Regions from separate parts of the Mus musculus genome. Here region 2 is linked to region 1. The links are chromatin contacts, called in public HiChIP or PLAC-seq maps. All regions are on one chromosome and are shown on one strand. Each heading gives the region's core, a stretch centred on a gene start, on an enhancer-like site or on the middle of the called end of the contact. The rest is flanking DNA. Distances are from core to core; before and after follow the strand shown.

The links. HiChIP or PLAC-seq counts read pairs in DNA pulled down with a chosen protein or histone mark.
Region 2: an H3K27ac HiChIP or PLAC-seq map of embryonic stem cells shows a contact between it and region 1, with 6 read pairs. The contact joins two enhancer-like sites. A contact is called at or near these places in 1 of 484 Hi-C or Micro-C datasets (embryonic stem cells), 2 of 115 datasets of contacts at active chromatin or transcription factors (both in embryonic stem cells) and 2 of 9 other capture datasets (adipose tissue and pancreatic islet).

Annotation. Positions count from the first base shown.
Region 1 is chr1:140,323,722-140,327,975 of GRCm38.p6, forward strand. The region is part of intron 1 of Kcnt2 (potassium channel, subfamily T, member 2); the gene reads left to right. Among named protein-coding and RNA genes, the nearest start is that of Kcnt2, 80 kb to the left of the region's middle. Within about 2 kb of position 2,875, at least 3 of the 459 cell types and tissues checked have an H3K27ac peak or open chromatin away from gene starts, as enhancers often do. A contact at or near this core is called in embryonic stem cells, where this site is marked.
Region 2 is chr1:140,432,951-140,436,887 of GRCm38.p6, forward strand. All of the region lies in intron 12 of Kcnt2 (potassium channel, subfamily T, member 2), which reads left to right. Among named protein-coding and RNA genes, the nearest start is that of Kcnt2, 190 kb to the left of the region's middle. Within about 2 kb of position 2,056, at least 7 of the 459 cell types and tissues checked have an H3K27ac peak or open chromatin away from gene starts, as enhancers often do. A contact at or near this core is called in embryonic stem cells, where this site is marked.

The DNA of each region.
Region 1 (4,254 bases), core at 1,625-4,124:
TAATAGTCTCCAAAATTTGTTAACATTGAAAAACAAAGGAAACACCTTTCAATTAATTTTGCAGTTGTTTAAGTTTGAACATTCAGAGTTGGATACATTTATTTCAGAGAGATCACTTCAAGCTTCAAATTGTTTTTGATATTTCAACACAAATGCAAAAATCTGACTGTATTTCATGTCTCTTGTTGAGGACAGGAGTTTATATCTTAAGTTTTCTGATACCATAAGACATCCTAATAGATTGGATGACCAGGACTTTGAGCACGCCATAAAATATTCTCTTGGAATATATTTTGGAGTGCGGTTTGATCTCTAATATATTGAGAGGATTCTAGGAGAAGGCACAATATAATTTGTTCTAAATTAATAATACTTTATACATCAGTCAAGTTCATTTAATTAAATTATTTTTAGTGGCTAATAATTAGAAGATGTGACAGATTACTTTTAGATGTCAGAAGATTATTCATTTGACACTGGCTTCCAAGATTTAGTATAAATTACTAGTAAGATGGTGCCACTCTACTTTCGGAAAGCCATGTGAATGTTAAATACTGCTATAATAGATTTGAAACATGAATGTCGTTTAATTTGTTGGTCCATTTTTTAAAAATTGTGAACATTTTCAAATACTTGGACATTTATAGAAAAACTGTAAATCTTTAGAGGATCACCATAAACTGATTAAAAATATTCAACTTACTAATAATTATAAACTCTGCATAATAATGAATAATAAATGAATGGATCCAATTGTCCCAACCACCCATGAAGTGCAAACACATATGAATTTTACAAATATTTATTTAATGAATCAAACCTATAGAAATTTTCTTATGAACATTATTATTTTCTTATTTCATCAGTGATTTAGTACTCATTTATTTTTATCAAAAGAGCTGAATTATTTAATAAATATTTTGGTTATACATATTAATTTTCCATTTTATATTAGCTTCAAAGGTTTTTCTTCAAGGATATTTTATAATTTATTTTCATGGTCTGCATAGAATACCCACAAATAGAGAAAAATAAAACACAGCATAACACTAAAAACCTCATAACTAAGTAATGAGAAGAGGTCAAAACACCTTCTATTTCCAAAAAGAACATATTTATTTATAGTGTGCATTTTACTCCTCAACTACTAAACTTCAGCGCAAATTAACTTCCTTTTTTATTTATTTATCTATTTATTTATTTATTTATTTATTTATTTATTTATTTATTTATTTTCAAATGTTATCCCCCTATCCAGTTTCTCCTCTCCAACCCCCCATCCTATTCCCCATTACCCTGCTTCTATGAAGGTGCTCCACCACCCACCTACTCACTCCTGTCTTACCTCTATAGCATTTCTATACACTGGGGCATCAAGCCTTCACAGGACCAAGGGTCTCCCCTCACATTGATGCCAGATAAGGCCCCTTCAGCTCCTTCCGCCCTCCCACTAACTCCTCCACTGGGGTCCCTGTGCTCAATCCATTGTTGGCTGCAAGCTTCCTCATCTATATTGGTCAGGATCTGGTAGAGCCTCTCAGGAAATAGCTGTTATCAGGCTCTTGTCAGCAAGCACTTCTTGGCACCCGAAATAGTGTCTGGGTTTGGTGTCTGCATGTGAGATGGATCCCCAGTGGGGCAGTTTCTAGATGCCCTCTCCTTCAGTCTCTGCTCCATTCTTTGTCCCTGTATTTCCTTTAGACAGGAGCAATTCTGGGTTAAATTTTTTTTTGAGAAGGACGGGTGGCCCCATCCCTCAAAAAGGTGCCTAACCTCTAGATATGGTCCCTACAGGTTCTCAGTCCCTTTTGTTGGGTATTTCAGCTAACGTCATCCCTATCCCAATAGGGATACTGGGAACCTCTTGTTTTCCTGGCATCTGGGACTTTCTGGTGGCTACCCTCAGTTCCCCATCCCCCATTGCTACCTTTGTTCAATTTCCTGACCCTCTGTACAGATCCTCCACCTCCTCCCATACCTGATTATTCCCCCCTTTTCCTCTCCTCTTCTTCACTTTCTCCCAAGTCATTCCCACCCTCTACTTCCCTTGATTATTTTGTTCCCCCTTTAGGTAGGACTGAAGCACCCTCTCTTTGGTCTTCTTTTCTCTTGAGTTTCATGTGGTCTGTGAGTTATATCATGGGTATTCCACATTCTTTGCCTAATACCCATTTATCACTGAGTACATACCATGTGTGGTCTTTTGTGACAAGTCTTTAATGTAATTTTGTTGAAGGTATTTGCTGGACCTTTAAGGTGGGGATCTTTGCTCTCTTTTATACCTATTATCCTTAGGTTTGATCTTCTCATTTTGTCCTGGATTTCCTGGATTGGTTGGGGGGGCAGTTAGGAGCTTTTTCATTTTGCATTTTCTTTTACTGTTTTATCAATGTTTTCTATGGTATCTTCTGCATCTTCTTCTCTGTTATGTCTCTTGTATACTGTTGGTGATGCATCTATGACGCCTGATCTCTCTGCTAGGTTTTCTTTCTCCAGGGTTGTCTCCCTTTATGATGTCTTTATTCTTTTTATTTCCATTTTTAGATCCTGGATGGTTTTGTTCAAGTCCTTCACCCATTTGATTATATTTTCTTGTAGTTCTTTAAGGGATTTTTGTGTTTATTCTTTAAGGGCTTCTACCTGTTTACCTGTGTTCAGCTGTCTTTCTTTAAGGGAGTTATTTATGTCCTACTTAATGTCCTCTATCAGTATCATGAGATATGATTTTAATTATGAGTCTTGCTTTTCCAGTGTCTTCGTGTATCCAGGGTTTGCTGTCATGGGAGAATTGGGTTCTGATGATGCCAGATAGTCTTGTTCTCTCTTGATTATGTTCTTGTTCTTGCCCTTGCCTCTTGCCATCTGGTTATCTGTGGTGTTAGCTGGTCTTGCTGTCTCTCACTGTGGCTTGTTCCTCCTGCAAGTCTGTGTGTCAGTACTCCTGTGAGACCATTCTCTCTGGAAGGAATTTGGGTATGGAGAGCTGTGACACAGGGACAGCTCTGGGGAACAGATGGAAACCAAAAGGCTCCTGTCCTGACCATTTTCTTGGTTCCTGTGTCCTGATGGCTCTGGACAGTTCCCTCTCGGGACAGGATTTTGATGAAAAGTGGTCGTCTTACCTGTGCTCTCAGGTGTATCAGCACTTCTGGGTGACCTGCTCTCTCTAGGTGGGATCTAGGAGTTCTGCGGCACAGAGTCTGCTCCAAGTGCAGATGGAAAGTGGAAGTAACCTGTCCCAGGATGTTCCTCAGTTCTTGTATTCTGGGGGATTTGGGTACCTCCCTTAGAGCAGAACTTTTGGTCTTACCTGTGCTCACAGATGCTAACATGTTAACATGAATATGTTAAAAATATTGGAAATAACCATTGTAAAACAGGGATATGGTTCATTCTCTCAGTTCCATTGCACATTGCAGCATTCAGTGTTTCATATGGACTCTAAACAGGTCATCTCATGGTTCCCTACAACTTCCTTTGTGCTATGGTTATCATCTCTAAATGTACTGGGCCTAGGACAGACATGTTTACAAAGAAATAACAGCTGAACAACTAGAGCTTTAGCTTTTGATATTGTAGATATGAATTTCAGTCAGGGGAAAAGTGAGATACATGCCAGTTGCTGGTGCTTACATCACAGTGACTTTATTGTGATGTGAGAGAATATATCATCTCAGACTCCTTAGAATATTAAATATATGATTTTATAAGAATATTCAAAATTGTGTCATTTTGAATGTTTGCATCGTTTTTAGCAAAGTGAGTATGACTTAGACACAGGCTATACTGAAATGGGAAATTATAATCAGAATTATTCTTTTAAAAATAGAATCATTTATAGAAATGGGAGGTGGGTCAGTTTCAATGACAAAATATTTTCCATGTCATGTCTAGTTTCAATATGGAAAATTATTATGAATAATTCTCTCATTAAAGAAATAGCATCTCAGACTTTGCCTCTACTTGTTGAAATGGTTCAGCAAAGAGAGGAGAGGAGAGGAGAGGAGAGGAGAGGAGAGGAGAGGAGAGGAGAGGAGTTTTGAGCTCCTCAATGTACTTGTTTTTTTTCTTGCAGTGAATTACATATATTCACTATGGAAATGAATTTTTGTGGATTTTTGTCATCAGAAATCAAAGAAAGTACACTTGTATTTTTTTATGATTTCAAATACTAGAGTGAAAGCTTTTCTACATTTGTTATACTTAATGTTAGCTTAATTCATAACTTCCTATCCCTCTTGGTCCTTTTATTTC
Region 2 (3,937 bases), core at 806-3,305, 110 kb after region 1:
CTGTGGATTGTATCCTAGGTATTCTGTACTTTTTGGCTAATATCCACCTATTAGTGAGTACATACTATTTATGTCCTTTTGCATCTGAGTTACCTCACTCAGGATGATATTTTCTAGTTCCATCCATTTGCCTGCAAAACTCCTCGTTCTTAATAGCTGAGTAGTATTCCATTGTGTAATTGAACCACATTTTCTGTATCCATTTTTCTGTTGTGGGACATCTAAGTTGTTTCCAGCTTCTGGCTATTATAAATAAGGCTGCTATGAACATAGTGGAACAGATGTTCTTGTGGTATGGTGGGACATTTCAGAAGAAATATAGCTGGGTCTTCAGAACTATTTCCTATTTTTTGAGGAACTGCCAGATTGATTTCCAAGTGGTTGTACCAGATTTCAATCCCACAAGCAATGGAGGAGTGTTCCTATTTCTTTCTTTCTTTCTTTCTTTCTTTCTTTTTATTTTATTTTATTTTTTTATTTTTGTTTTGTTTTGTTTGGTTTGGTTTGGTTTGGTTTGGTTTGGTTTGGTTTGGTTTGGTTTGGTTTGGTTTGGTTTTTTGAGACAGGGTTTCTCTGTATAGCCCTGGCTGTCCTGGAACTCACTTTGTAGACCAGGCTGGCCTCAAACTCAGAAATTCGCCTGCCTCTGCCTCCTGAGTGCTGGGATTAAAGGCGTGTGCCTGGCTTCCTCTTTCTTCACATCCTTGCCAGCATGTGCTGTTGTTTGAGGTTTTGATCTTCACCACACTGACTGGTGTAAGGTGGTATGTCAGAGCTTTTTTTTTTTTTTTTAATTTGCATTTCTCTGATGACTAAGGATTTTGAACATTTCTTTAAGTGCTTCTCAGTCATTCAGAATTCCTCTGTTGTGAATTCTCTGTTTAGCTCTCTATGCCATTTTTGATTAGGTTGTTTCATTTCTTTTGGAAATTAGCTTCTTGAGTTCTTTATATATTTTAGATATTACCCCTTTATAGGATAAGAGATTAGAGACGATTTTTTTTCACTACCCACCTCAAAGGTTTACGTTCCTGAATGAAAGGCACAAACACACACACACACACACACACACACACACACACACACCACAGCCTTTAATATATTGATATGCCTTATTGTAGACAATAGCTGCCTAGTCTCCACAAGGCACAAGGTTAATCCACTTCCTGACAATAATCCCGAGTTATTACTTACTAAACTTTATATTCTATTTTGGCTGCTCTGGACTCAGAGGGCTGCTCAACTAGGCTGTGCTCTGGGCTGCACTCCCCCATCTCCTTCACATGGTGGCCAAGACTCTCTGTTCTGCACTCTTCTAAGGCATGGCATCTCTCCTCTCATTTACACTCTCCCCTCATGGCAGATCCCTGTTTCCTTTCTCCATATCCTTCTTCTGATCCCAAACATTGGAGTCCTAAGTTCCTGACTCTCTCTGCACTGCTCAACCATTATCTGTAAGCATCTTTATTTACCAGTCAGAACCAACTGGGGACAAGGCCCCTCAGTTTTGTAAGTGTGGACTCTCTGACAAGGTTTTCTACCCACTACAAAGGTTTTCTAAATAGTTTGGCATAGAAATGCTTCAATAAGATCTGATAAAGCAATGAATTCGAAATGAACATAATCTTTATTTTCTCTGATTGTTTTACATGTTGCTGTCAATCCTGTGCCCTACATACGGCTTCTTGATTTAATAGGTTTTATACTATTTTATACTGAGAGCAGGAACATAATTACATGCAGAAATAAATATATATCTATGAGAGTTAACTTTACAACATGAGTTTGGGAAGCTTTCATTGAAATAAATGTAAACTATTTCCTCCCAATTTTAGTAAATTGACAAGAAGTTAATAAAAGTACCTAGGAAGACGAAAGGTTAAGGAGATGAGACAAAAGTAGTAGAATTCTGAAAGGCACAAAGCAAGTAGATGAATGGCAACTGACTCATCCAGAAGGAAGTTAAAATTTAGGTTGAGAGAGGAAATCACAAGCAGTCTGCTGTTGGCAAGGGAAGCTCAGAGGCAGCAGCAAGGAAGGGGACAGATGTTGCTTAAAGTAGAGATCCTTCTAGGACTTATTCAAAGTCAGAGCAAGGAGTGGATTCCCTGAATCTCTCCACATTTGCATTGCTGATTTCTTTCTGAAACCTAGAAGAGCCATTCTATTTGGGCAATTCGTTCCTTGAATCCTCTACTTTCTAAGTCAGAAAGTAAATTTGAGGGGCCTGGATGCATACCATATCTCTCAGAACAAATTGTCGATATCTTTAATATGCATCTTTCAATGTCTTGAGAAAATGGTCATTAGAAGAGAATGTGGTGTATGCAGGTGTGTGTGTGATTACATAGGCATACATTTTTGTATTTAGATGAGTATACAAACTTAGACTTCTCTGGTGTAATATGTAATCACCATATAGAGGACCATATATACTACAACCCAACTAGAATCCACTCTTGTTTCAGGATGTTTCAGTCATAAATACATTTCAGTCCATCATTTATTCAGTCAATAGGCATCAGTGGACATTTTTGGGGATTACTAAGAATGCAACAATGAAAAAGAGAGTGAATAAACACAAAATTCACCCCAAGTAGAAAGGAGAAATCTGGAGAAGAAGAACAAGCATGCTATAAATGTGGATGAAGAAATCAGTTTTACAATATCAATTCAGAGGATCTTGTCATTCAATAAACATCTTGAGTGTAATGTGAGATCATGCTGTATACATCAAACAATAATAATAGAATACAAAACAGAACAAAACAATCAAAAAAAAAACTCATACAGGAATTATAAAGCAGATTCTGGAAATAACTCAGGGAAAATTCAGTAAGAGGCCTGGAAGATAAACTCCAGGCTCTGAACTGAAGAAAAATAAACCACAGGATAAAACTAATTCAGTATTAAGTGGATTAGAAAATATCTACATATTAAGAGGTGAAGAGAAGGGGACTGAGGACCAGTTTTCTGAGTGAATCCCATCAAAAGTAGAAAATATCATTTCAATCTAATCAAATTTTGTGGCTAAACCTCTCCAGTATGTAACACTTGCTTTGTGCAACATAATGGATCTGAAATGACAAAACTTGCATTGGAAGTAGATAGGCAATACAGGGAGCAAAACTGACATGAGGAATATTGATCAGAGAAACTGAAGAAGAAACAGAAATTAATTAATTTATTAATAAAAATTGAGAATATAAAGCTAATATACCTTTGATTTGAGTGGTTTGCTTTAATGATGTACTCGTGTTCATACCAGTATTATGTAATGAAATGACAGCAAACAAAGATAATTTGAAATTTAAAAATATATATGTACATATATATACATATATATGTACAAACATATATACGGATATATATACATCTATATACACACATATACATATTTATTCATCTGTATCTATATATCTCTCTATATATAGCTTTCTCACTCTCATATATATATATATACATATATTATAACTATATAATATATATTATATTATATTTTACACACACACACACACACACACACACACACACACACACATATATATATATATATATATATATATATATATATATATATATATATATATATATATTTTCTTCCAGGAGGCTAGAACTACAAAACACAATTCTTTTCAAATTCCTAGATTTTTTTTTTTACACTTATATTCTAGTAATCTTTTTCTCAGAAAGGAAAACAAAGAAGGTCAAGAAACATTACTGGGTATTGAATAATTTTCAAACAGCAAACAACTCTTAGGTAAGATATGAAAAGGTTTATCAAAATCTAAGTGTGATTAAAGCAAAGGTGAACAATGATACCCAACAGTAGTCAACAACATAAAAGCTCTTTCCCGTTACTAGGAAAGTGAGTCTGGAGCCAACAGCAGTGTCTGTTCGGAGAGTCACCTCATGGCACATGTAGGGCTGCCCATGA